2 separate regions of the Mus musculus genome follow, and region 1 is linked to region 2. Evidence: chromatin contacts called from public HiChIP or PLAC-seq data. All regions are on one chromosome and are shown on one strand. The core of a region is the stretch at or near the end of the contact, and the rest is flanking DNA. Distances in the headings are between cores, read along the strand shown. Region 1 has its middle 39 kb from the start of Cdh6. Region 2 holds the start of Cdh6 (cadherin 6).

Evidence for each region. HiChIP or PLAC-seq counts read pairs in DNA pulled down with a chosen protein or histone mark.
Region 1: a contact with region 2 is called in an H3K4me3 HiChIP or PLAC-seq map of neural progenitor cells, with 3 times the contacts expected there. The contact joins the enhancer-like site here to the promoter of Cdh6 in region 2. A contact is called at or near these places in 3 of 484 Hi-C or Micro-C datasets (embryonic stem cells, nephron progenitors and uterus), 3 of 115 datasets of contacts at active chromatin or transcription factors (embryonic stem cells, neural progenitor cells and stem cell-derived anterior neural progenitor cells) and 2 of 9 other capture datasets (embryonic stem cells and liver).

Annotation. Positions count from the first base shown.
Region 1 is chr15:13,211,081-13,213,780 of GRCm38.p6, forward strand. No RefSeq gene overlaps it. Among named protein-coding and RNA genes, the nearest start is that of Cdh6, 39 kb to the left of the region's middle. Within about 2 kb of position 1,436, at least 15 of the 459 cell types and tissues checked have an H3K27ac peak or open chromatin away from gene starts, as enhancers often do. A contact at or near this core is called in neural progenitor cells and stem cell-derived anterior neural progenitor cells, where this site is marked.
Region 2 is chr15:13,172,264-13,174,963 of GRCm38.p6, forward strand. It overlaps Cdh6 (cadherin 6), which reads right to left and starts at 1,412. Exons shown (of 12, transcript NM_007666.4): 1 at 1,251-1,412.

The DNA.
Region 1 (2,700 bases), core at 186-2,685, 39 kb after region 2:
TTATTGTCCCAGCCTTAGCCCACTGAATTCCTGTAGGGTCAGTATTTGTGTGGTCTAAGATCATTAACCTACAAAGGTCTTTGTCTTTGTGCTGTAAGGCCATAACAGTATAACAAGAGAACTCAGGTGGTAGAGCCAGAGTTGAATTGAATCACCTAATATGTCACCCAGAGAGCATATGAACCAAGTTGACCTAGAGTCAGGAAAGGGGAGGGTGCATCCAATTTAGGAAGAACCAGGCTGGACTTTGGAATGTCAAAATAGTTCTTTAAGGAATCTACTAAAAATGTCCTGACCATGATATGATGCAATTATTTTATTCCAGTGTTCTATTTTTCATATTGAATAGTCATGCTTGTTTTCCCAACTGAACAATGGGTTATTAAAGTGAGGGATTTTAACTTTTGGCTTTGTTGGCTTCTGTGGGTACTTAGGTCTGTAAAAGTCTAAAAGCCTAAGTATATTGAGGGCTGTAATGCTTTAATGTTTTTTTTTTTTTTTTTTTTTTTTTACTAGAACTCAATAGTGAAATATAGCTATGGTAGTACTACTAAAATGAACTGTGAATTTTGTAAAAAACACAAAATCTAGTTCAAAGGAAATGATTATTGATTAGTTATGTGTAGAGGAAACAATAGGTTTGGGGATAAATATTACGTATTTCTTCAAAATACAATAATTGTGTATTACTTCAAAAAAATTCAATAAGAGTTTAGGAGATTAATGTATGTTCCTTGTGTTTCCCCCTCCAATAGTATTAAACTATTTAGCAATGTTTTGACATTAATAGCTATCTGTAGAATTATTTGATTGGATTGTATTAAATTTTTTGGTCTTAATGATGCTTATCAAATTATTTCATTAAAAAAAATCAGGCTAAACTTCCAAGTGCTGCCTGGGATGAGTAATGACTTTGCAAGACTAGAAAACAAGAGTCAAACCCTCTTAAAAGCAATGTGTTTCCTTAACCTTGGTTCAGAGATGTTGCTATGAATTTCCATGACTGGGTAGCCAACACCCTGATCATTCTTGTTTAAGTGCTTACATTTGCAGAAGTTCTGCCTGCTAATTCTATAAAGACAGAAGCAGAAGAAAGGGGCCGTTCACAAGCTGAGAATGGCAGACAGGCATGGGTAATGAGGAACTGTCTGTCTCGGAATCCTTGGTGACTGGATGGCATGCTTTCCTGCTAGTTTTTAAGTTGAGTTACTGCCTTATTTCGGAGTCTCTGTGGCTCACCTTCCTTTGTTTTTTTTTTCTTTTCTTTTTTTCTGTCTTTTGAATGCAAACCCCAGGAAGTGAAAGTTACAATTTGCCTTAGCAGACATTCCAAAACCTTTCACTTTATGGACACAGGGGATGTATTCAGAAGCTTCAGCCTGGTGGTGATCACATCTTTTGTTCTTTTGTGAACATCTTAAGTGAACTTTGCTCCAGACAAATTAGCCTAGGGCAAATCCTTGAAAGGACGGGATTCCAAGAAGGACACTTAGCACAGGAAAGGGCATACTGGCTCAGGCTATTTAGGTTTCTATTTGTAGCCCAACTTAATTCATTTTCACATTTAACTCCCCCTAAGGATGATAATGACTGCTTTATTTTGTTGTGTGTGTATGTAAAAATTCTTCTGCCCATTTCCCAAAGGTTTTAAACACTGCTCTATTTTATGGTCAAAGAATCCTTAATACATTATAGGAAACAATATCAATGTGTCTGCTTCAGATTTTTATTTAAAATTGGAAGCAAATTCCAGATGTTATAGTTGTTCCAAATTTTCCTTGATTAAAGTATCCAAAGTGTGAAAAATCTCAGCTTCTTTAAGCAAATAATGGTCCATCCTATTTCTGATTCAGTAGCCTTTTTACTGGAAGAGTTCTTCAATTGCAGGCACATTATTGGGATCACAGGCTACATATACTATGGTTGTCAGTGTATATTGTAAGAAAATGTATTGACTCAGGACCACCAGACCAAGTTCTTAGTACAAAGGATATTTATTTGCCTCAGAGGGTCAAAGGGCAAGGAATAAGAGACAAAGACTGGAGACAGAGGATGAGAGAGAAAGGGGCAGGAGGAACAGGAGGACAGGATAGAGGGAGGGAGGAGGGGTGTTTGTACTGGAGGACAAAGGACTGCCTTTGAATAGAGAAGAGACAGATGTGGCACATAGGAAAATGACAGTTTATAAAGGTACAAGGGGAAACCCCATGTTAGGATGAGGTGTTTAATTTTAATTTGGCATATTAAATAGCGGAGCCACAAGAGGGCTTTTTATTGCTGGACTTCAATACTTTGATAGCTGAACCTTGGTGGTCAGACTCAGGAGGAATTGAATAAGGGGATAGACCTTGGTGGCTAGCTTGAGGAATGTAATCTAATGGTTTTTATCAAGGCAGAGGGATTGGGAGAGAAGGACGAGGCCTGCCAGAGCCATTCTTGCCATGCTTGAGTTAGCCAGAGTCTCTTCACACACGTTATGTGTACATCTGGCTTTGATGGACAGGAAGAGGAAATCTACATTTACCTTTGGTTATCACTTGCCTGGTAACATACTCGACACAAAGGAAGTACATTATCTTTTGTGTGTTGAGTTAAATAAAAGCCAATCCTAATCATATCTGAGAACTTAATTGGGTTAAGATAAACTGATTCAATGTCTTCCTCTTTTTCTATGAATAATTTATTATCTTAAGTACAGAT
Region 2 (2,700 bases), core at 162-2,661:
TGATTAAACTTCTTGGTTCTTGAATGTTCTCGGTAGTAGTTAAGTTAGGCAACCAGCCCCTTGCATACAAAGACCCTCACGTAACTTCCCATAAAATATGGATTTTATTGCAGCAGCGACAACATTTCTCAGTACCACATTGACCTCGCCAGCATCTCCCATCTCGAGATGGACCGTAACTCTTGGCAGGCGAATAACTACGGAGGAGGAAGTGACCCCAGCTCTGCGGCATTATAGGACTCCGCAACGACCCGCCTTCATTAAATTCCACATGAACGCCTTGGGGACTTCACTCTTGCATCTGACACCTCACATCAGACGCACCAGACCTCCTGCTCTCCAGTCTAAGGAAGGCATTCTCCCTCAGATGTGTGTGTGTGTGTGTGTGTGTGTGTGTGTGTGTGTGTAGCCTTGGAAGAGCACCAGCGAGCGGCGTCTTCCACATGACTTTTCCCTGGACAGTGTGCTCCATTTTCGAAGTCCAGTGTCGGACTTGCCTTGCAACCTAAGCATTTCTGCTCTATGAAAGCCTGAAGGCATTGCTAGGAACATGCGAGCTAACAGTTTTCTTTAAGCTCGTTCTCTCGGCCAAACCATCTCTGTAAGTTTGCCTTATTGGGAACATTCCAGAGTTTCCCGACTACCTGAATTAATTTCTGCGTTACTCTCAAAGCCATAAAAAAAAAAAAAAATCCCATAACTCAGGCCAAGCAGTCACCACACAGACCCTTGTATTGTTGGGTAGGTGGAAATCAATCAAGCCCCAAACGGCTCCACCGCTCCGGCACTCACTAGCGCCCTTGGTAATTGACCAGCCAACTTTGCAAAGCTAGGGCTCCACTAGCCGCCTCCGCCAGCCCCGCGGAGTGGACCTCGGCAGCAGCTTTCTCTCCTCCACACTGTTCCCTGCCACCCCCCGCAGAACCCTAGGCGTCTCGGTCTTACCAGGCGGCGGAGGAGCGGCGCCCAGGCTCCCCGGGAAGCGGCGCCGGTCCTGGGCAGAGGCAGCAGCGCCACCAATGCAACCGGACTCGCGCGCAAGCCCGCCCGCACCCCAGCTCCCAGCTGAGCATCCCTCCCAACTCCGTGCACCGCAACACCCGGCGCAGAGGACCGCTCTCTTTCTCTGATTGGCTTCCATCAACGCTACGGAATTAAAATAATAGCTATGTATAAAGAAGAAAGAGAAGGCAAGGGAGAAAAGAAACGCACGCACAAGCTCCCGCATTGGCAACAGAGACCGAACCCACCTCGGTTTGCCTTCCGGCTCCTGGGGACACCCTGCCACTCGCCCAGGATGCTCCTGCCTCCACCACGGTCTTCTGCTCTGTGCTTCTTGCTGCTGTGGCTGGAACTGCAGCTCTCGGGATGGGAAGGTTACGGCTCCAGAGAGCTGGCTCTTGTGGGCACACACTGATTTGCAAGTGAATGAAGTGGGAGGGAGCAAAGAGAGGAGGACTTTGTTACAGAGGCCCAGTGCCTGCCCCCGCCCGCCCCCTCCCCTTGACAGAATGACTCCCAGTGTTTGAAGTCCGGAGCAGTTCGCTCTCTGGAACACTCCCGCTGCCCCAGGCTTTCCCTTCCTCTTTTTTCTTATATATTTTTTAGGGGGGACGGCTTAAGACATACTGAGAACTTGTGTGACTCTATCTGATCTTTCTTTTTAAGCTATCAAAATGCACCGTGTTCAATTACCAGCAGCGGTCGGATGTTCTTTTCTAATAGCCCAGGCAATTAAGATTCCCGGGGACACGACATGGTACGGCGTGGCGCTGTGAGCCAGTTTGGGGGGGAGACAGTACGCACGACCTGCACTCGAATAAAATAACCCCGGTCTTCTGAGGTAACAATACCGACGGCTGTTCTGTATAACATAAACAGACGCGAGCAGACAGATTCATGAATGTCAGTCTTTGCTTCTCTCATCTCAAGAACACTTTTTCCCCCCTTGTAGCTTCTGGAGCTCTGGCGCTGTTGCAGAGTGGGTAACCCCAGAGAGCTGTAGCATGAAGTCATATGCCCCCGAGAGTGTAGAAGCGGTTCAAATCCAAACGCCCCGGGCTCATCAATGTCTTCGTGGCTGATCCATCTTTCTAAATGAGCAGATAGCAGGGCACACTGAACTAGCAGAATAGGATATATATTGATATTTAAGACGTATTTGTTGTGTTGAGATCTTTCTGGGAAGTTACTGAAGCAAGATAACGTCTATGTGAAACTCCTTGATACACATAGCTGTCTGGATGGGTGTCCTTATACTCGAGAAGAAGTGACTTCTCTGAAGGGACTAAGCTGCAGAAGTCTTAAACACGTCAAAGCATTGTTAAAGGAGAATCATGCCTTTTCTGCCTAGGAGATGCAGACACGTTGCAGTCAAGCACTATTGGATTAAGAAAATTAAATCTAATTACCACAATGGTTTCACCCCGGGTCAGCCACAGACCCAAGCCAGCTGTTTCTGCATGTTACAAGCTCGCAGCAAGATTTCCATTGCATGGTGCTTTAGTGACATTCCAGCCACTTGGCTTCTGAGTGATCTAACTAGCTAGAGGTCGGTCTTCTTCCCAAGAGAGCTCTTACTAGAAAAAAAAATCTTTTGTGTCCCTAATAGAAGTTGAGGCATTTTAATGAAGCCCAAATCAAAGTATTTCTTCCAGGCAGCCGGTGCTTCAAAGAATTGTATGTGGAACGGTCTTAGTC